7 separate regions of the Mus musculus genome follow, and regions 1, 3, 4, 5, 6 and 7 are each linked to region 2. The links are chromatin contacts, called in public ChIA-PET, HiCAR-type, HiChIP or PLAC-seq and promoter capture Hi-C maps. All regions are on one chromosome and are shown on one strand. Each heading gives the region's core, a stretch centred on a gene start, on an enhancer-like site or on the middle of the called end of the contact. The rest is flanking DNA. Distances are from core to core; before and after follow the strand shown.

What was found. Promoter capture Hi-C pulls out the DNA fragments that hold promoters and counts their contacts. ChIA-PET counts read pairs in DNA pulled down with a chosen protein or histone mark. HiCAR-type assays count read pairs that join an accessible place to other places. HiChIP or PLAC-seq counts read pairs in DNA pulled down with a chosen protein or histone mark. Capture Hi-C pulls out chosen DNA fragments and counts their contacts.
Region 1: a contact with region 2 is called in a HiCAR-type map of Th17 cells, with 3 times the contacts expected there. The contact joins the promoter of Arhgap45 here to the promoter of Mknk2 in region 2. A contact is called at or near these places in 1 of 39 promoter capture datasets (the SN4741 cell line), 3 of 115 datasets of contacts at active chromatin or transcription factors (Th17 cells, double positive thymocytes and pancreatic cancer cells) and 1 of 9 other capture datasets (adipose tissue).
Region 3: a contact with region 2 is called in a promoter capture Hi-C map of adipose tissue, with 2.6 times the contacts expected there. The contact joins the promoter of Atp5d here to the promoter of Mknk2 in region 2. A contact is called at or near these places in 8 of 39 promoter capture datasets (the C10 cell line, the HPC-7 cell line, the SN4741 cell line and 4 more), 7 of 484 Hi-C or Micro-C datasets (CD4 T cells, CD8 T cells, the G1E-ER4 cell line and 4 more), 3 of 115 datasets of contacts at active chromatin or transcription factors (Th17 cells, pancreatic cancer cells and thymic regulatory T cells) and 3 of 9 other capture datasets (adipose tissue, liver and pancreatic islet).
Region 4: a FOXA1 HiChIP or PLAC-seq map of pancreatic cancer cells shows a contact between it and region 2. The contact joins the promoter of Polr2e here to the promoter of Mknk2 in region 2. A contact is called at or near these places in 2 of 39 promoter capture datasets (the SN4741 cell line and pre-B cells) and 2 of 115 datasets of contacts at active chromatin or transcription factors (pancreatic cancer cells and thymic regulatory T cells).
Region 5: a contact with region 2 is called in a promoter capture Hi-C map of pre-B cells, with 2.8 times the contacts expected there. The contact joins the promoter of Cactin here to the promoter of Mknk2 in region 2. A contact is called at or near these places in 5 of 39 promoter capture datasets (the C10 cell line, cranial neural crest, liver and 1 more) and 3 of 115 datasets of contacts at active chromatin or transcription factors (memory CD8 T cells, pancreatic cancer cells and thymic regulatory T cells).
Region 6: an HNF4G HiChIP or PLAC-seq map of pancreatic cancer cells shows a contact between it and region 2. The contact joins the promoter of Stk11 here to the promoter of Mknk2 in region 2. A contact is called at or near these places in 1 of 39 promoter capture datasets (hematopoietic stem and progenitor cells), 1 of 484 Hi-C or Micro-C datasets (myocytes) and 1 of 115 datasets of contacts at active chromatin or transcription factors (pancreatic cancer cells).
Region 7: a contact with region 2 is called in an RNA polymerase II ChIA-PET map of memory CD8 T cells, with 7 read pairs. The contact joins the promoter of Apba3 here to the promoter of Mknk2 in region 2. A contact is called at or near these places in 1 of 115 datasets of contacts at active chromatin or transcription factors (memory CD8 T cells) and 2 of 9 other capture datasets (adipose tissue and liver).

What each region holds. Positions count from the first base shown.
Region 1 is chr10:80,015,319-80,018,018 of GRCm38.p6, reverse strand. Arhgap45 (Rho GTPase activating protein 45) reads right to left here and starts at 1,347. Exons shown (of 23, transcript NM_001142701.1): 1 at 1,101-1,347; 2 at 1-239. The coding sequence starts at 1,193. It overlaps Abca7 (ATP-binding cassette, sub-family A (ABC1), member 7), which reads right to left. Exons shown (of 47, transcript NM_001347081.2): 47 at 2,447-2,700. The coding sequence ends at 2,561.
Region 2 is chr10:80,674,891-80,677,930 of GRCm38.p6, reverse strand. Mknk2 (MAP kinase-interacting serine/threonine kinase 2) reads left to right here and starts at 1,638. Exons shown (of 14, transcript NM_021462.4): 1 at 1,638-1,850; 2 at 1,991-2,107. The coding sequence starts at 2,057.
Region 3 is chr10:80,141,011-80,144,005 of GRCm38.p6, reverse strand. Atp5d (ATP synthase, H+ transporting, mitochondrial F1 complex, delta subunit) reads right to left here and starts at 1,691. Exons shown (of 4, transcript NM_025313.2): 1 at 1,400-1,691; 2 at 21-174. The coding sequence starts at 1,540.
Region 4 is chr10:80,038,190-80,040,930 of GRCm38.p6, reverse strand. Polr2e (polymerase (RNA) II (DNA directed) polypeptide E) reads left to right here and starts at 1,272. Exons shown (of 7, transcript NM_025554.2): 1 at 1,272-1,348; 2 at 2,318-2,492. The coding sequence starts at 1,292.
Region 5 is chr10:81,319,559-81,322,394 of GRCm38.p6, reverse strand. Cactin (cactin, spliceosome C complex subunit) reads right to left here and starts at 1,292. Exons shown (of 9, transcript NM_027381.2): 1 at 949-1,292. The coding sequence starts at 1,184. Pip5k1c (phosphatidylinositol-4-phosphate 5-kinase, type 1 gamma) reads right to left here. Exons shown (of 18, transcript NM_008844.3): 18 at 2,421-2,836.
Region 6 is chr10:80,114,258-80,117,050 of GRCm38.p6, reverse strand. It overlaps Stk11 (serine/threonine kinase 11), which reads right to left and starts at 1,256. Exons shown (of 10, transcript NM_011492.5): 1 at 144-1,256. The coding sequence starts at 433.
Region 7 is chr10:81,266,798-81,269,560 of GRCm38.p6, reverse strand. It overlaps Apba3 (amyloid beta (A4) precursor protein-binding, family A, member 3), which reads right to left and starts at 1,389. Exons shown (of 11, transcript NM_018758.2): 1 at 1,242-1,389; 2 at 100-782; 3 at 1-16. The coding sequence starts at 666. Mrpl54 (mitochondrial ribosomal protein L54) reads left to right here and starts at 2,635. Exons shown (of 3, transcript NM_025317.2): 1 at 2,635-2,763. The coding sequence starts at 2,671.

The DNA of each region.
Region 1 (2,700 bases), core at 98-2,597, 660 kb after region 2:
CCATCAGGGAAAGCTCCCTCAGTGGGTAACTCTGCCGGACTGGCCGCAGAAAGGGGGCTTCGGTACCCACGGCCCAGGGTCCAGGTGGCAGTGCCCGAGAGCGGGAAGCCTGCTGCACTGGCATGGCGGCTCAGGCTGGTGGGTCTTTTGAGTGTCCCTGTGCCCTTGGCTACCGTGGACAGGGATGTGGCTGGTGGCTCCAGGCCGGGAGCTTCTGTCCAATCCTTCCTGGGCAGCTCCTAGGTATGCATAGGGAAGAGGAGTCAAGGGGATCCCCCATCCCAGACACTGCCTCAGTTTCCCCAGAAAGTCCTCACAGGGGTCAGAGGTCAGTGGGCAGAGAATTTTAAGCTCCCCCCCCCCCACCTGTTACCCAACATCCTCCTGTCTATAGCTTTCACAAACAACCGTCCCTACCCAAACCACAGCCAGAGGCGGGGCCTGTGGGGCACAGGAGGGAGGGGGCACCCCACTTCCTGGTGGGGGTGGGGAGGACTCTTGTGAGTCTCTAACCCTGTAGCCACCCCAGATACCTCTACGGGTGTCCACTTTCTAAAAACATGGATAACTTCTGTGACCTGAAAAGATCATCAGGCTCCTGTGTCTCAGGACACCCCCAGACCTAGTAGAGGTACCCCTAAACCTCACAAATTCTCAAAAGCTCAGCAGGCAGCAGCAGGTCCTGGAGAAACTTGGAGACCCCCCCAATCTGCTCTGTACACCTGCACCCCAGTTCAACACCAGTTCCCCATTGGCTTTCAGAACCCTAAAATTGCCCAGACCCCATATTACAGTGTAGTCACTAGACTCCAATACCAGTTCTACCCACTACCCACAACCGTCATTGGCACACGACGGGGACATCCCTCATCAAGATGGGTGACTTGGTTGCCACCCAAGGCCATCCCTACCTACCGTAATGCGGCCTCCTAGGTTCAGGCCACTCCTTGTCGCCGGCCATTCTGCCTGGTGTGGACTATAGCTGGCCCGGTTCCCCCAGCGTGGACCCAGCATGGTGTTGTAGTTGCATGCTATGCCCATCAGTGACCACAGGCTGTGGGTGTCATCCTGGGTCCCCACCCGCTCTGTGCCCCACTCACCCCTGAGGAGGACTGCGGGTTGGGGCTCCCCGCGCGGTTCTTTTTGGAAATAGAGGGAGTTTTCATAAGTTCTCGCTTCTTCCGAGAGAACATGGTGGAGTCAGCCCCAGTGGCCCTAGGTGAGGACAGGCGGGCAACGGCAGGGTGGGAGTCTGGGGGTGGTCTCAGTCCTGCAACTCCTGGTGCAGGCTGTCTCTGGACCACATTGCTCAGGGCCACCCCCTCCCCAGCTGTCAGAGCCACACGTGACTGGCTTGGCTCTCATTGGCGCATAAGTCTCCTACACAGGAAAAGGCTCCCCAGCAGAGGGAGGGAGGTGACACCTCAGATCCGCCCCCAGTGTGACTGTCCCAAGTGTCAGCTCTTATAGGACTCTGCACACTGACTCTGACACAGGTTCCCCACAGCAGGCCACCTTCCACTTGCAGCCTGTGTCCTGTGTGGCCACCCGATCCAGGCATTAGCTGACTCTTGCTTGGGACATAACATACAGTCAAGAAAGGCAGTGTCATGTGTATACTGATATGAAAGACCAGAGAGGAGGCTGAGCAACAGGTTCACACACAGATCAAACAGACACCCCCTGAGTCCCTCACCATGCACAGGTGACCCCCCATTCCCTATAATCACCAGCCTTACAGTCTTCTGGGGACCATAGGACCTGAAGGTGCCATGCCTGGGTGGCTTCCATCCAGCAACCCAGGAGCTCCACTGCCCTGCTGGCCTCCACTTAGCTCCCACTCCCACTCTGCCCTCTATATCCCAGCTCTGAGCTTCAGGTCTCAGGATCCCCAGAGGTACTATTTAATAATTTAGACACCATGTCCCTTAACCATCCCAAACTCCACTGACCTCAGGCACACTGGGTGGCTCTCGGGGACACAGCCCAGAAAGGCCGCAGCCTGCAGTACCTAGGCCCGCTCTCCAAGCTCTGGTCCAGCCACAAACCCAGCCGAGGAGCCCCTTAAGGGTCCCGTGCCTCCCACTCATAGTTGGATGGCTGGGGGTGGGCTTGGGAGGTTGTCTCAGGATGAAGACTGGCTGGCTCTGGGGTGGGCTTCTGGTCCGGTCAGGCCAGGAAAGTACCAGGGTCCTCTATACCGTCTGGAACATTCCACAAGCCTGACCTCATCTCTACTTCACGGTCAGAAACACTCACAAGTCCCGCCCTTGGGTGTCAGACCCACATAGGTACATGCAGGTCAGGATACGTGTGACTGGACACCTGGGAAGTGTCCGTGTTGCAGGCAATTCACAGCAGGACACACGCGCATACTGTACATGTGATAGTGTATGGGACTGTACAGAGCTAAGACTCCTAAAACACAAACTCAGCCGTGGCCTCATTCTCATTCTAGTTTCTTTTTATTTCCCCCAGAGCCCAAGGCTTTCTGGGAGCCAGCGTATGGTACAGAGATCCTCTGTCTGAGCTTTGCCACTCAGTCCCAAGGCAGGCATGCTCAGATCATGGTCTCCACAGAGCTGGGGTCTTCCAGGAATCGGCTGACACGTTTGGGATGCTGCCGGCCAGGTTTGGAAACCTCCTCTTCTTCAGCCTCCTGCCGACTGCTCTCTTCCTCTTCCCCTTGGTCTTTGGAGA
Region 2 (3,040 bases), core at 389-2,888:
CTTCCCCTGTTTCCCTATTTCTAACAGGGCTCCTGGAGGCAGTCTCAGGACAGGTCTGGATTAGGGCACAGAACTCACACCTTAACGAGGGCTTTGTAATTTGGCTTTTCTTCCCAGCATTTGAACTAAGTTGCAGGAAACAAAATAGATTAGAGCTATTTGCTGCCATCAGTGTGAACGGCTGACCCAGGTGGGCCACGCTTGAATGTGGGTGTCATGTTTTATTTGAATTGTTAGCCTGAGATAGGATCTGGCTAGGTAGCCCCAAACTACAGAGACATGCTGGCCCCCGTGGACACACACACACATGCTACAGCTAGCCACAGGTAGAAGCTATTTCTCTTACATGTGTCCCAGGAATGGGCTCAGGCTATAATTGGTGGCAAACTCCTTTAACAGCTGAGTAGAGACCCTTGTTTGAGTCTGCCAGGAATTGATCCCTGACTGCCTTGAGCTGAAGTTCTATCCCCTGCCCAAATCTGTCCAGGTAATGAACCTTGTACAGGCATGACAATCTGAATTAGAGACAAACATTTCTGCCAATGCAATCACTAATGACGACAATGAGGCTCGGGAGTCAGACAGATGACTCATAAGTTAAGCCAAACTGTTACTCTTACAGAGAACCCAGGGTACAGCCCAGCACCCACATCAGGCATCGTGTAATTTCACCTCTCTTCTGACTTTCCAGGCACCTGTATGCATAAGGCACACACACTCACACGGACGAGGACCTGTGTGAGTGCACACAAACACACAAAGAGCTGCTTGAGGTTCATGAGGCTCCAGCCTCAGTAGAGGGTGGTGGTAAAAACTTGTAGACAAACTACCCTGAAGAGGGAAAACAACCTCTTTGTGCACGGAAGCAGCCGAGGCAGCAGGCACAACGCGGTCTGACTGTATCCGAACCTGAATCGGGGATCCTAGCCCCTTCTTGTCCCAGCTATCCCCACCGAGGGCTGCAAAGGACCCAAGAGGTTCAAGAAGGGTTCATCACGGATTGCAGAGCTGGAGCACAGGACAAGGGCATCAGTATTCAGTAAAATTAGGGCTGGCTTGCCCTCCTTCGGCAGCTGAACGCGGCACCCGGCTCAAGGACAGGGAGCAGAACCTGCAGCGCGCAAGCCAGCGGGCCAACTGTGACACAGGAGAAGGCGGCCTCACGGCCCAAACTGAAGCCTTCAGTACCCTTCTGCGCAGGCGCAGGCGACTCCGGAGGCTGGTCACCAGCCTCTCCACACAGTCCTCTCCCACCCCCCAGCCAGGTCACGCGGCTGCAGTCGAGTATCTTTTCACGCTCCGCCCCCACCGTGGGAGTGCGCAGGCGCGCTTGAAGCTTCGCGCCCCACTTCCCTCGGAATCTCCCCTTCCCCCTGCCAGCTCGAAGTGCGCAGCCGTGTTTGGAGTCGCCAACACGGTCGCTGCGCAGCTCCACTCCGCTCCCCGCTAAGCTCCGCCCCTTAAACGGGAGCGCGCAGCCGTATTCTGCATTCCCCGGCGTGCTCTTCTCGCTGCGGCCTTCGACGCTCCTGGAAGCTCCGCCTCCTCTGTTCCCTGAGAAAGGCGGAGACTGGTGCGGAGGGGCGGGGTAACTTCGGGACCGCGCCTATAAAGGTGGCCGCGCCGGCCGCGCGCGCGGCTCCTCTCGGCGGCAGCGGCCCAGTGGAGGGGTCCGTGGTGGCGGTGGTGGCGGCGGTGGCGGCGGCGGCGGCGGCGACGGCGGCGGCGGCGGCGGCGGCAGCAGCAGCGGTGGCTGTGGCGGCGCTGTTCCCCGCGCAGTCCTCGGAGCGGGGTCCGGGCTGTGCTAGGTGAGGTGACGGCGCTGCGACCCCGGCCGGTGTCCGACCCCGGTGAGCGCGGCGCCAAGGGCGACATTCTCCGAGGGAGGAAGGAAGCCCGAGTCAGGCGCGGGAGCTCCGCCGAGCCCCGGCCGCCTCCGCCCGGCCGAGCGCCTCTCTCAGCCTCGGTCCTTTGTCTCCTCCGCCCGCAGGGTCGCCTCCCAAGCCGCCCCCCGGGCCCCGCGTCCCCTCCCCCGCTGGTGGGGCCCGGACTGAAGATGGTGCAGAAGAGAACAGCCGAACTTCAGGGCTTCCACCGTTCGTTCAAGGTGAGGGGTCCTGTCCGGGGGTCCCATTGCAGTGACGGGTGCGACGGATAAGCAGAGCCTACTCGGGAGGCTGGTGCAGGGCTTGGGAGGGGTGCTTGCATTGGACTTTTGTGCTGGAGGTGGTGGGGGTCAGCAGGCCGCAGCCCTGTCCCCATCCTCCTAGTAGCTCTCTCTTCTAGGACCCTCAACCCCCACCCCCAGGCTTGTGATTGGTGGCTCTGTGTCCCTTGCAGTTAGCCCGATCACAGTCGTCTGTTTCTGTGTGTGATCCTAGGCAAATCGAGTGTTTCTGTTCCTTGCAACTTCCAGGCCTGTCTTGTGCTGGTTGGGAGAGTCAGTAAGCTGCAGCCTTGCTTCTAGCTGCCTACTAACTCTTCATGAACTGCCCCAGGCTCCCCTGTGATCTGTGGCTGTGTCCCTAGCAGTTTCTCAGCCCGGGCTTTCCTACCTCTGTATGTGGTCTCTGATGGACTTTACATTTGTTTCCTGCAGTGTGTGCTTGTTGCAGGCTACAACCTGTCCCCGGCTGCCTAGTAGCTCTTTCTTTCAGGACCCACTCCCACCACTGATTGGTGGCTCTATGTCCCTCGCCATCAGCCTGATCTCAGTCTTGTGCTCCCCACCCACTTTCTGTATGTGATCCCACACTTTCTGTGTCCCCCAGGTTGGCCTTGTTCTGGATGAAAGCACGTCAGCAGGTCCTAGCTCTCTCTTTTGTGAGCTCCCCTAGGTTGGCTTGTGGTCAGTGGCTGGATGTTCCTTGCAGTCTCTCAGCCCCGTCTCCCCTACTTCTGTGTATATAGTTCCAGGGAAACCCTGTATCTGTCCACTGTAGTCTCAAGCTGGCCTGTGCGGTTGGTTGGGATCAGAGGGGATGAAGCCTTGTTGGGGAAACCCTTTGGCACATGGGTATGCTTTGCCCCACTGCAACCT
Region 3 (2,995 bases), core at 442-2,941, 530 kb after region 2:
GCATCCTGGGCCACACTCACCAAAGTACTTAGTCGTGGTGCCGTCTTCTGTGTGAACCACTACCAGCCCAGGCCGTAGGACCTGTAGTGTGGGGACATGGGATGCCAAGATGCCAAAGGCTCCAGTCAGCGTAGGCACGTCCACTTGCTTGACGTTGGCACTGTCAAAGAACACCTGCAGAGAGTGTACACCATGGGGTAGGCATTATCCCATGCCTGCTGTACAGTGGGCACAGAGAGGATGGAATTCTGATGGGACACAGACACTACCAAGAGCTGACATTAGACTCAGCTTGCTCACCTGTGAAATGTCTATGTCTAAAAGAGTGTCTAGAAGAGGTGACTGAAACAGAGGGCAATGCAGTGTAGTGCAGCGTGCTGATCCAGCCCCTGGTATGGGGTTTCTGAGAAACCCAAAGGCTGTCTCACAACCACTCAGGAAGTTGCTATGAGGTAGTCAAAAGTGTAAAACCAACCCAGGCTTACAAATAGCATGGCTGTAAGTTGGTAAAACCTTGGCTAAGGTCTATCCAATTAAGGATATTAGGTCCAGGGCTGGAGAGATGGCTCAGTGGGTAAGAGCACTTCCGAAGGTCCTGAGTTCAAATCTCAGCAACCACATGGTGGCTCACAACCACCCATAATGAGAACTGATGCCCTCTTCTGGTTTGTCTGAAAACAAACAGTTTACTTACATACAATAAATAAGTAAATCTTTAAAGAAAAAAAAAAAAAAGGATATTTGGTCCAGGCAAACCCAACAGGATGAGGAGCTTCGGTCAATCCCAGGTGACCCCAACAGTGGCCAGGCTTCTGTTCTGAGTCCAAATCTCCTTCAGGATCTGGGTCCAGGCAATTTCCAAGAGCTCCAGGTCTGGGTACTGGTGACCCCTATCTGGGCAACAGCTTGGGGACTTGGGGAATCCCCCACGGGTAGAAACTGTGAGCCATGTAAAACCCAAAGGCATTGCTCTGTGCTCCATTGTTCATCCTAGCTCCAAGTGACACCACCTAAGCCTTGAGTAGAGCCTGGGGTTCATATCAATCTCGGGTACAACACCCAAGGACAGGGCCTGAGTGACCACCACCAAGGTGTAGAGCCTAGAACACCCCAAAACAGAAGGGTTTGTGAAGGCAAAATCTGGGTTCCAGATATAGGTGATCCACCTCCCAGAGGGTGGAGTCTTATGTCCAGGTGACGCCCTTAGGGGTGGAGCATGAAGTTTCAGTGAACACTGAGGTCGAGCCCTGGGTCCAGGTGACCCCATCCAGGGGTGAGGTCTGGGGTGGGGGGAGGTTCACAGGGCCCCATGGGGATGAAACAAATGACCTAATACAAGAGAACCTCTTCCACGGGTCAGATCAGGGGCTTGACGAGTCTGGGGGATGTGAGTTCGTACCTGCGTCGGGGAGGCAAAGGTGAAGGACATCTGTCCGGGCCCGGCGGCGGGGGCAGGTGCAGCGGCGGCCTCGGCGTATGTACGCGCCTGAAGCATCAGGCGGCGCAGGCCCGGGTGACGAAGCAGTGAGGCGGGCAACATGGTGGCGGAAAAGTCAGTGGACTCTAGCTTCGCGGGCGGCCGACACACTGGGCAAGCGAGGCGGCCTTCAGGGAGGGAGAAGGACGACGCGCGGTGCCTTCTGGGAGGCGCAGTTCCCACAAGAACGCACGCGCACAGGATTCTCCGAAGGCTGCGCGATGCAGTACGCGCTGAGCATTCTGGGAGGTATACTTTCCCTTGGCCCCACCCCTTGCAGTGATGCCTAGAAGTGGGATCCTCCTATGCCGGGTGGGTCATTCTGGGAATTGTAGTTTTCTTCGCCTTCTAACAGCAAACGACTCTGGGTTCTTGGGATGCGGTTCTTTCTGCAAACGAACATATTCCCTCAGGAGGGGAATGTTTGCGCGGAAATGATATGGGCTTGATATCAGGTGCCAAGCATTCGAGGCCCAGAAGAAGCAAACCTGTAACGTGTTGGAACAGAAGAATTAAAATGTAGAGTGCGGTGACACACTCTTGCAATCCCCGCACTCGGAACAACCTATTTCCAAAAGTGCATCAAATATAGATGGGCAGTGGTGGCGCGTGCCTTTATTCCCAGCACTTGGGAGGCAGAGGCAGGCGGCTTTCTGAGTTTGAGACCAGCCTGGTCTACAGAGTGAGTTCCAGGACAGCCAACAGCCAGGATTATACAGAAAAATCCTATCTCGAAACACACACACACACACACACACACACACACACACACACACATATATATATATGCATATGCCAGGCGCAGTTAATCCCAACTCCCCGGAGGAAGACTCAAGCGGGGCTCCATGAGTTTGAGACCAACCAGGACTACATCATGAGAAGCTGCTAAATAAATAATTAAATTTCATGATGCCCGCTGCGGTGCGTGCTGGGGAGAGGTCGTGCCAGGAAAGAAGTGCACCGGATGGCGGCAGAGGGCGCGCGAAACCTGGAGATGTACTCGCTCTTCTCCGCAGTCCCCTCCCTGCGGGCCTCCGCCCCTGCGTGCCACTGACGCAGGAGCCCGTGCGCAGGCGGCCAAGGGGCCCCACTGACGCCAGTCTTGTCCGCGCAGCCTCGCTCTCGGTCATGACGTCATCACCCTGCCCCCGCACTCACGCAGGTTCCGGCCTCCGCTCAGCTCTTGGTCCCCATGCCCCACCACGTAGGTTCACAGAAAATGCAGGCATAGGCTTGATGGGGCAAACAGAAGGAAAGCCATTAGCTTTGTTGGATCTTAGAGGAGCAGCTGGCAGCTAGAGGGTCGTGGTCACCCTTGAACCAGAGCCTGGCAGATGCAAGACTACAAGCTAGACTACAAACTTATTCTACTAACTAGAGACTCTGGCACGCAGACCTGCTCAAAAGCCAGCAGTCCTGGCCTTAATCAATCTCTATGAGAGACACCTAGTTCCCAGTCTCTATAATCTGGACAGTTTCCCTGGGCAGTGGGCAGCTAGAAACCCCATTCCCTTCCCT
Region 4 (2,741 bases), core at 23-2,522, 640 kb after region 2:
GTACTTGGCAAAAACTTGTCTTTCCCAGTTGGGATCAGCCTAAGTTCTCAGGCAGGAACTGGTGATGATCTGTAGATGAGCTGTCAGACGCACATCAGGACAGAATGGAGGCATCTGGACTTCCAAGGACAGACCTTGCCAGTCTTGGTGGCACACGCCTTTAATCCCAACACTGAGAGGCAGAGGCAGGCCATTCTCTGCGCTGTTGAGACCTGGTCTCTATACCAAATTTCAAGTCAGCACACTCCCCCAAAGAAAAGGAGAGGGCTGGTGAGATGGCTCAGTGGGTAAGAGCACCCGACTGCTTTTCTGAAGGTCCGAAGTTCAAATCCCAGCAACCACATGGTGGCTCATAACCACCCATAATGAGATCTGACTCCCTCTTCTGGAGTGTCTGAAGACAGCTACAGTGTACTTTCATGTAATAAATAAATAAATAAATAAATAAACAAATAAGAAAGAAAGAAAAGGAGAAAGGGGCGTTCCTGTGAACTCCCATTGTATAGTTGGAAGGGTTTAGCCCTGGAATCCCTTTCCCTAGGATTCATTTTCTCACCACCTTCTCAAACTTTTCACGAGTTAGCCCACCATATACACACTTGTTTGTTCATTGTGTGTATGCCCGCACATCGATTGTTTTCATTTTAGATTTTTAGTCGTTTAACTATGTTTATCTGTGTGTCTGCATGTGGGTATAGACCTGTAAGTGTGGCCCTTGGAGGCCAGAGGCATCAGACTCTCTGGAGCTGGAGTTACAAATGGCTGGGGGCCACCTCATGTGGGTGCTTGCATCCGATTTCTCATGTAAAGTGCAGATACACTAATAAAAACTTGTATAAAAAGGGAAATTGAGGCACATGAACCTGGCTGTTCATCACTGGTCTCTTGCTTTCTTTCGAGACAGGGTTTTCTCTGTAGACCTGGCTATAGAGCAGGCTGGCCTCGAACTCACAGATCTGCTTGCCGAGGACGGGGATTAAAGGCGTGGACTACAGCCCGGGAGACGCCTAAGGGAGGGAAATAAAACTGTTATCAGGTCAAGTATCGCGAGATCTTCCCGACGCGCGACACCGCCCCGGTGAAGGCTGGGGCTGCCCAACGCGCAGCCTGTCGTGGAAAGTAGGTTTATTCCGGCGTTCACCTTAGACAGCACGAACCTGGGCGGGGGCCTTCCCAGCCCTTGGCGCAGGCGCACTGCCGGGGGGCGGGGGGCATTTTGTGCGTCCGGCGCAGGCTCCGTGCTGGCAGCTCCACGAGCGCGCGTGCACAGTTGTTTGGGAAGCGCGACAGCATGGACGACGAGGAGGAGACCTACCGGCTGTGGAAGATCCGCAAGACGATCATGCAGGTGATCAAGCGTGAGGAGCTTTATGCGAGCGAGCGTTCAGTTGCGGACTAACTGCGGGTTGTCCGCCGAGGCCCGCCTCCCGCAGGGGCCAATCCTCCTGGATTGGAATGCATCCCCGTTTAAAGTGTGGAGCCCACCCACGCTGGCTTCAACTCTTAGAAATCCTACTGCTTCCACCTCCTAACTCTGCCTCAGGGGAAAAGGCCTGGGTGGGCTCCGTTTCGGGAGAGGGGGCTGCTGCGTGGTCACACTTGGTTTTATGCGAGCTAGGTAGCCGCCCACACGAAAGCTATCAACCATCTGTAACCCCAGTTCCAGGGGATCTGACGCCCTGTCCTGATCTCTGGGGACTCCAGACACACATAGGATGAAAAAACAGTATTTTTAAAAACAGAACAAGCCGGTATGATGGTACACGCCTTTAATCCCAGCACTCTGGAGGCAGAAGCAAGCGAATCTCTTTAAATTAGAAGTCAGCCTCATCTACATAGTGATTTCCAGAATAGACAAAGTCACGCAGAGAAACCCTGTCTTGAAAAAGAAAAAGGGAATAAAAGAAAAAATTCTTGGTTGTTTTGAGTTGAACACATGAGACACCATTATTAGATAAAGAGGTATGCATAGTTTTGACTTATGCTGTGTTGGTGGAGCCCAGGGCCACCTCATGCCTGTTCCTCAGCCCTGATCCTGGATGATGCTCTAGTCTCCCTCATCAGGAACACTCAAGACTGGGGACAGGAAGGTGCCTGTATTCAGAAGGTTGCCTACAGTTGCCAGGGGATTAATCCCAGCCTGCTCCACTGAGGTTGGGGGGAGGAGAGGCTTGGCCGGGCCGCTGTGGTCTGAGCCTATACAGAGTTTGGGTACTGCTGGATCAGTTCAGTGTTAGTCCCCAGCCTCGGCCATTCAGGGTCAGGTCTGCGAGCTAAGTGCTCAGGCTGACTGCCTCTTTGCCTCTTGTCTCTGCAGCTGTGTCATGACCGTGGCTACCTGGTGACCCAGGATGAACTGGACCAGACACTTGAGGAATTCAAGGCGCAGTTTGGGGACAAGCCCAGCGAAGGACGGCCAAGGCGCACAGACCTCACGGTGCTGGTGGCCCACAACGATGACCCCACAGACCAGATGTTTGTGTTCTTCCCAGGTGAGGCCCTTGGGCTGGCAGGAGTGGTCTCCTCCAGGCCCTGGCTCAGGTGCCAGTGAATGCATGTCCCACTCTGGCCTAACGCTGCCTGTAAGATTGTGGCAGCTGCCTGCTTTTGTCCCTGTCTCCCCTGGGAAGCCTCCCTTTTGCTGGTGTCGTTTTCATCCCATAAGCCCCAGAACCAGCTCTCAGCCCTCCACCCCCTGGCTCCTATATGCTGTATTCTATAGCTTCTGCCTGGGAGTCCCA
Region 5 (2,836 bases), core at 43-2,542, 640 kb before region 2:
CTGGGCACCATCCTAGGTGCTGAGGTACTTGCCTAGAATTCTAGCCTCACCGGCCTGTAAATCACATTGCTCCCCACATGAGCTAGGCTGTCCTTCATAGTAGAGCTACACAAGTCCCAGGGCCATAACAGACAATACAGCAAGAGAAATGAAGGTTAAAAGTGAGGGAGTAGTTCTTTTTTATGTAGTTTTTATTTTCTTTTAATTTTTGATTTTTTTCGAGACAGGGCTGGCTTCTCTGTGTAGCCCTGGCTGTCCTGGAACTCAGAGACCCTCCTGTCTCTGCTTTCTGAGTGCTTGTTTTATTTTAAATATGACATCTACAATGCTATCAGGTGGGAACTCCCTCTACAGCCAGGCTGGTTCTTATCTGTCTCCTAAGTGTTGGGGTTACTGGTGTGTACAGTGCCGTCAAGTCCTGCTGAGATGACAGGTAGAAGGGATGAGAAATGACAGACGAGAGGCCCAATAGATGGACTCTCTGACAGCCCAGGAACCACGAAAGAGGAATACCACCAGGTAGTATTTTGAGGACATGAGTTCGAATCCCCAGTACCCACAGTAAAAGATAGATGTGGCTGTTCGGGCTTGTATCTCCAGTGCTGTATGAACGGTGTCCTGATTAGGCTTTGGTCAACTTGTTAGAAGTACTGCCAGTTGAGAAGAAGGGCTGTCAACTGAGCAGAATTAACTATGAGGAAATGCAAAAAACCTTAACTGTGAGGCAATGGCTTGTAATCCCGAGCATTCCAGAGGCTGACGCAGGAGGCCAGCCCGGGACAAGACAATGTCTATGAATGCAGAGGTGGCGAGTGGAGTCATTCGGTCCCCTATGCTCATGGCCCGCGGTCCCCGGAAGTCTCCTTTGCCCCGGCGCAGCCCGGCATCTCGGATACTGCCCCGCCTGTCCCTCGGCTCCCAGGCCCGAGCAGCCCCCAGGACGCTCACCTGCGCCCTCGGCTGCGCCGCTTGCGTTCGCGCCGCCGCTCGTGTTCCCGTCGCCTTCGGCTGCTCCGCCCATGGCTCCGGCTCCGGCTCCGGCTCCGACTCCGACTCCGACTCCGACTCCGACTCCGGCTGCGGCTCCGGCCCCGGCTTCGACTCCGCTGCTTCCGACCCCTGCGACCCACAGACCGTGAGCGCGAGCGAGAGTCCCGACCCATTTGGCGGCCCGCGCCGCGCATGCGCGCGCGTAAACAACCAGGAAGCTTGGCGCCGGGGGCTTTCCTTTGGCGCGGCGCTCTAAGGACTGTCCAAAGTGCGCCTGATCACAGGGAATGACTTACTCCCTCTAACCGGGACTCCAGGGACAACATAACCCGAGATTTCTCCGGAGTTCTCAAGCTGGGAACACATAGTAGATTCCTAACGGGACGCCGTTAGAACTAGCGGATTGACGCTCCATTCATGCAGTGAAGGAGACTGACCTAGGTGGGCCCTCCCTCGCGCCCTAGGTGACCGGCGAGTAGCGTGCTTAGGGAGGCGGAGCTACGAGGCGGTTGTTCCAGGGCGGAAGAGGCGCCTAGTGGGCGGAGCCTGCACTTGCATGGGCAGTGCCCTAGGGGCGGAGCCTAGTAGAGGAGCTTATGGGGAAAGAATAGGGCTGGGTTAGGCGGGGCTTACGGAGATCGACAACTGTAGATCGGGAGACCCGGCCGGGGACCTGCGCTGGGCGTGGCCTGAGAAGGAACGCAAGAATGGCGGTTACGGGAGCCGGGGTGGGCGGGGTCTGGTAAACTAGATTGACAGGCGTAGACCAATGGGCGGAGGAGTGCATATCAGGATTTGAGAGGGTGGAAGAGGGGCTGATTGAGGCAAGATTGACATCTGTAACTACGAACTGTGAATGGGTACGGGCAGGATATGTAGTCGAGAGTGGCCGACTGAGGAGTGGGAGGAAGTAGAGCGGCGGTGGGCGGGACCTTGGGGGCGAGATGGACACATTGGATCTGAGGGCGGGGCCAATGAACCCAGAAACTGCGCTTAGGGGTCTTGCTGGGCTTGGAAAAGGACGTCAAAGGGGCGTGGCTAGAGTGGGCGGAACTTAAACCTGCAGGGCCCGGTGTACTTCTAAAAATTGAAACCCGGAGACCCAAGCGCTCGCGGGAGTCCTCGGTTTCTAGGGTAGCCTTGTAGCAACCGGTTCCGAGCTAATAAAACAACAGGACATGAACAGACAGTCTCTGGCTGACTCCAGGACGAGTCTGAGTACTACTACGCCCGCCAGCTTGCGTACTGCGCTCAACTTGTGGCTAATCTATGGATAGGGAAGTTTAGGCTTGGAGAAAGGAAGTCATCTGCGAATTGGGATTCATCATGTGGGATCCAGGGAGGGTTTAGAGCGGGGGAGACAAAACACGTGGTGCCCACCCTTCGCCTGCTCTCCCATCGCACGCACGCATAAGTCACCGGAGAGGAGCTGTTTCTTATTAGAGATTTATTACAGATCTCAAAAAGAGGGGCTGTGACAGGTGGGGCGGGGACCTGGACTGCATACATTTGCCGGCTGCGCTGGAGGGACAGGCCCCTCTGGTTGGTGCCAAGAGGACACTGTGCTTGGATTGTCAAACACCAGACCACATAGGCTGAGGACGAGGGATCCCAAGTCCTGATGAGTAAGACACACGAGGTTTGTAGTTTACAGAATGGATTCAACAATAAAAACAGGATTGGGGGGAGGATGTGCGATGCGATTTTTAACCACCGGAGAGTGGAGCTAGGGGTGAGAGACAAGGGGCTGCAGACAGTACCGTGCCAAGGGACCCCACGGGGAGGGCATATTGCACTGAGGTTGATGTGGGGCTGGACAGGGGACTTGCTGGGATGGCTTGAGGAG
Region 6 (2,793 bases), core at 7-2,506, 560 kb after region 2:
GTAAAAGGAAAGAGATGAAAAAGGAGGAAGGAAATGAGAAGAGAAAACGGTTAGAGGAAAGAGAAGAGCCAGAAAGTAGGAGGAAGGGCTGCCCAAGGAGCTCAAGGCAGCGCCCGCGTCGGCCCCAGGCCCTTGGCACCTACTTCTTGACGTTGGCCTCTCCATTGGGGATCCTGCGCAGCTTTTTCTTCTTGAGGATCTTGACCGCCCTGCGGCATAAGGTCTCGGAGTCCAGCACCTCCTTCACCTTGCCGTACGAGCCCTCCCCGAGCAGGTCCCCCATCAGGTACTTGCCGATGAGCTTGGCGCGTTTGCGGCGCGGCTGGTAGATTACCTCGGTGGAGTCGATGCGGTGGATGAAGGTGTCCATGCCCACCGACATCAGCTCGCCCTCGGAGAAAAGGCCCAACGGCTCGGGGTCCGCCACGTCCATCCTGGCCCACTCTTTGTCCTCGTCCCCTTCGGGAGCGCCAATTCTTTTCAAGTTCGAATTCCCCCCCCCCCACCCGCTTCTTCCAAATGTTCCAAGAAGGGGAAAAAAGGAACGGGGAAAAACAGGAACGACCTCCACAACTCTCCCGGTCCCCACAACCGGGTCCACGTCCGCTTCCTGGGCGCCAATTCTTCACTTTTGATTTTCCCCTTTTCTTCTAGGTGCTCAGGGAGAAAAAAAATGAAAATAAGAATGAAAAAAAAAAAAGCAATGAGCCCCCCCAACCCTCGCGTCCCCCCAATTCGGGTCCCCGGGGACGCTGCTTCCGACGGAGGCGACGGTCCGCCGTCGCGGCGCGCGGGCCGCTAGGTCATGTTCGCCACTTGGGCCCCGCGCTCAGGGGCCCAGGCGGCCGCGTCGAGGCCGGTCCGCGCCGTCCATGTCCGGCCCGCGCCGAAGCCGCGCGCGGCCCCTTAGTTCTACGACTTCTCGGGGCGCAGACTCCACCCGGACGCGGGACACCGGGACACCCGCAAGTCGCGGACACGAAATCCGGACAGGAAATCTTCCGGGGACCGAGGGGGGAAAAAAACCACCCCAGGCGGCGCGTCCCCCTCGCCGCCTAGCCGCCGCGCGACAGGCAGGAGGCCGGAGCGGCGAGGGGGGAATCGAACTCCAGGCAGAAAGATGCTGCCCGCGAGAGACAACTCCACGCCGGCGCCGCCCTCGGCGACTCGCGCCTCACTCGCGGACGCCGTGAGCCGCCTCCCCTTTCCTAGACCGACACGCCGCCGCCATCTTGTTTACCGCCCTGCGCCGCGCCGTCGTCGCACGTCGCAACGGTGGACACGCCCCCTCGCGGAGCCGACGTGCGCGGCAGTTGGCTGTAGCTTTAGGCCCCACCTTTCGGACCCGCCTCAATCGCCAACGAGGATTGGGCTATTTGGATCTAGGTGGGCGCCCGAGCTGACATTGGACAGTTCGGGTTCCATCTGAGAAGGCGTGATCTAAATTCTCATTGGTTGTCTGAGACGCCCGTCAATGGGAGTAAGCAAGCGACTGTAAGGGAGCGGCCGTGGGCTGTGGCTTCAAGCCCCGCCCCTCAGTGGTTGGCCCTGGTGTGTGGGGGCGGGACTTTATTTGCCAGTGGCTGTCGCAGACGCCCGTCAGCAAGCGCGACGGGCCAGCGAAACCTCTGGGCTGGCTGTGGTGACCTCGGAGTTTCGGGCCTCCGGTTAGAGTTCACGCGCGTCAACGTCCTCCGGGGAACGGCCGCGACTGGAGGCATGGGGGAGGGTGGAGAGAGAGGCTCGTGGATCCCTAAAGAGATCCAGCCCAGGCTTGCTCTTAACGGCCTTGGGGGAGGGGTCAAAGGTCAAAAAGTAGCCCAAAGTCGACACTCCCGAACCTGAAGCCTTAATGTAGCGCCTCTGAGATCCATGGCATAGAGAGGAGCGTTTCCTGTGCAAAATAAGAGCAGCTGGGCTGGTGAGATGGCTCAGAGGTTGCGGGCGATTGACGTCAAATCTGACTTCATGAGTTCGATCCCCGTAAGTTCACAAGGTGGCTAGAGTGAAATGCCTCCCTCAGGCTGTCTCTGAACCTAGGGACTCCGTGGTAGGCGCGCGCGCGCACACACACAACACAGAATTTTAAATAACAGTTATCAAAAAAGGTGGCTGGGTAAGACGTCGCCGCTGGCCTCAACTCACCTGCTGCAGTGTTTTTGGGTGGTTAATCTAATTATTTTTATCTGTGCCCTTTTTTAACTGCACGAATAAAAAATAAGGGTTGGAGTATGATTGAGGGACGAGTGCTCACCCTGCCTGACTCCCTCTACACACAAGTTTACGCACAGGCCGGTTACAAGGTCCATAGATCCGTGAGTCTATGGTTCCCTCCGAGGCCACTAGGGGGCGGGGTGTACTGCCAGGAGAGTCCTGGGGGAGGGAGAGACCTAGACTCCAGGAAAGGTGGGAAAAGTGCTTGCTCTACATGTGTTCAGCCTTCAGGACTTAAAAGGAGGAGAGAACTGACTTATGCAAGCACATAAATTAAGAAAAAAGATCAGAGAAACAGACGTGAAGACAGAAATCCAGGGAAAACACAGACTAGACAAACAGAGTCAGGCTGGATGGAGGGACAGGTCAGGGGTGAAGAGCACTGGCTGCTCTCCTGAGCACACAGGTTTGCTGGCCAGCACCCACATCACACAGGGAGACTCTGGAGTTTCACCTCCATTTCATTGCTCTGACATTGCCTTAAACTATGGCAGTGATAAGGAAGTCTCCTCCTCCACCTCCACCCTTCCCCTGACAGACTCCAAGGACAGATCCAGAAAGAGTCAGGGGCAATAGACA
Region 7 (2,763 bases), core at 140-2,639, 590 kb before region 2:
CCAGGGTCTCCCGGCTCTGGAAGATAAGAGGTGCAGGGCTGAGTCCCCAGTCATGGCTGAGGGTCAGAAGTCAGAGGTCAGAGAGGCGAGCACTATTACCTGGGTACCCACAGGTGGTTCCTGCTGTGTCACCAGGGGTGCTGTCTCCAGCCAGGGCTCCGGGGAACTGCTGGAGCTCCTGCTGTCTGCTGGCTCTGCTGATGCCCCTTCCATCCATCCCGGGTCCCCATCAGGGTCCTCTGGCGGCTGCAGAAGGCGGGGTGCAGTCTGTGCAGGATCTTGGGGGACAGATTGGGCAGGCGAAGAGGCCTCATCCCTCAGCAGACCCAGAAGGTCGTCCCCGCCTGCCTCGGCCGACAAGAGCCCACCAGCATCTGGGTTCTCCTGGGTGGCAAGTCCTTGGCCGGTAGCAATGTGCAGGGGACAGGGGGCTCCATCTGGGAATGGGCCACCCAGGTCGCTGGGTAGAGCTTCTAGCTGCTGAACCAGCTCCTGCACACTGGATGTGTCCAGCTCCATCTCACTCAGGGTGACAGGGCCTCCAGGCCCTAAGGCCGACTGGGTGTTAGAGGGGTGGTTCTCAGAGGGCACCTCGGGGCCTTTGGGCTCCTCCAAGTCCATGGTTGGGGGCCCTGGGGGATGCTGGGGTCCTGGCAGGAACTCCATGTCTGAGACCCAGGTTCAGGCCGGCATTGTCACCAAGCTGGAAGATGAGGGCTCTGAGTGTGGATCTCGTAGGCAAGCCATGGTCCTACAGGTGACAGATTCCATCCCCATGGGGCCTGCCCAGGAGGAAAGGACCCCATTTTACACAGAAGCCAGCAAAGAACTCAGGTGCCTGCCCCAGATCTCAGGCTCCAGACCTCAGAACTCAAGCAACAGACACTAGAACTGAGGCTGCGGCTATGGAACTCAGGCATTGCCCCTGGGAACTCAAGCACTGCCCCCGGGAACTCAGGCTTCTGTCTCTAGAACTCAGGCTCTGGTCTCAAAAACCCAGGCTCCGGACCCTAGAACTCAGGCTCCAGCCCCAAAACTCAGGCTTTAGGTCGTGGAACTCAGGCTGTTGCCCCAGAATTCAGGCACTGGTCCTGAGAACTCAGCCTCTAGCCCCTAGAACTCAGGCTCTGACCCTTGAAACTCAGGCTCCGTCCCCAGAACTCAGATTTCAGTCTCAGAACTCAGACACTGCCCTTGGGTCACCCACGGGAGCCTGTCCAGTCCCGCACGGCCCGCAGTACCTGTGTCTCCGGCCCGGGCAGGATTGTCCGGACGGTCCGCCCGTCCTTCCAGAAGAGTCAGCAGCTCTCTGGGATCCCAGCTTTGGAACCGGATCATCGGTCACTGCACCATCCAGGACTATTGCGCATACACACTCTCAAACGGCCTGCTGGGAAATGTAGTCCTCGAGTCCGCTCTCTCTCCTTCCGGGGACTCGCCAGTGTTGCAGTATAGATAGTAGAGCTCAGGTTCGAATCCCGAGACTACAAGAACGGAGGCGAGGCTCAAACTGGCTTTTCTTTTCTAAAATCGGGTTCTGCATCACTTCAGAGTGTAACGGCTGAGGTAGGACATGGGCAGAAACCAGGGATGGTAAAGAGAGCCATGACTTGAAAATTTGGAGTGCAAAGGAAAAGTGGGAATGGAAGTTATTGAGGACGGACTTCCACTTTGTATCCCAGTAAGGATCTATAACGGTACAATCTAGACTTGAGTTGACACTGGAATTTGCATCACGGTCCTACATATAGATTAGGGACAATGATAATTCCTAAACTTAACTGTGTGATCTAAAAAGAGTTCACCTGGTTAGGTTTGTTAGCAATGAGTCTAGAAGATTCTAGTACTAGTCTATTTATTCTTGAGAGTCTCATGTAGCCTAGGCTGGCTTCAAACTCCTGATCCTCCTGCCTCAGCTTCCTGTGTGCATCCAGCCTCCATTTCTGCTACGAAGCCCCAATCACCAAACCCCACTTTTTTCTATTAGTGAATAGAACACATACGTATCACTATGTAGAGTAGGCTGGCCAGGAACTCACAGGCATCTACCTACCTCTGCCTCCCAAGTGTGGGGATTAAGCTGGGGTTCATCACTCCCATCATTCTCAGCTACCCATATGTTTAAGCCAAGATCTCATATAGCCAAGGCTGACCTCAAACTTGCTGTGTAGGACAGATCGACCCAAACTCCTGATTCTCTTGCCTCCACCTCCACATCACAACTGACTGTCCTAACTTTTAAGCTTTCAAAAATTCCACAAGGGATATAAGCATGATTTTGCTGTGACATTTAAAGTAAATAAAGATCTAAATACTTGTTGTTGTTGTCGTCATCATCGTCTGAGGCAGGGTTTCTTTGTGTAGCCTTGGTTGTCCTGGAACTCAAGCAGTAGCCAAGGTTAACCTTGAATTCAGAGATCCTCCTACCTGTATCTCCAGAGTACTGGGATTAAAGGTGTGCCATCACCATTTGAACTGGGGGCAAGAATTTAATGAAATATTCTTTGAACGGTCGATAGCTACAGAAGTTAAAATTAGTCGTTAGTCGGGCAAATTTTTTTTTAAAGACTACATTTCCCAGAAGGCCGCGGCGCCTCCAACACCTCCAAAGCCGATCTGGAGGGCTGACGTAACACGGAAGTCTGCACGTGCGAGCGGCCGGCCAGCGTCATGGCGGCCGCCCATCTCCTCCGGGCTTCCCGGGTGTGGGCCCGCTGGCATCCCCGGGCGCTCCCGGTCCTCAGAAGACCTGGAGGATTCTCT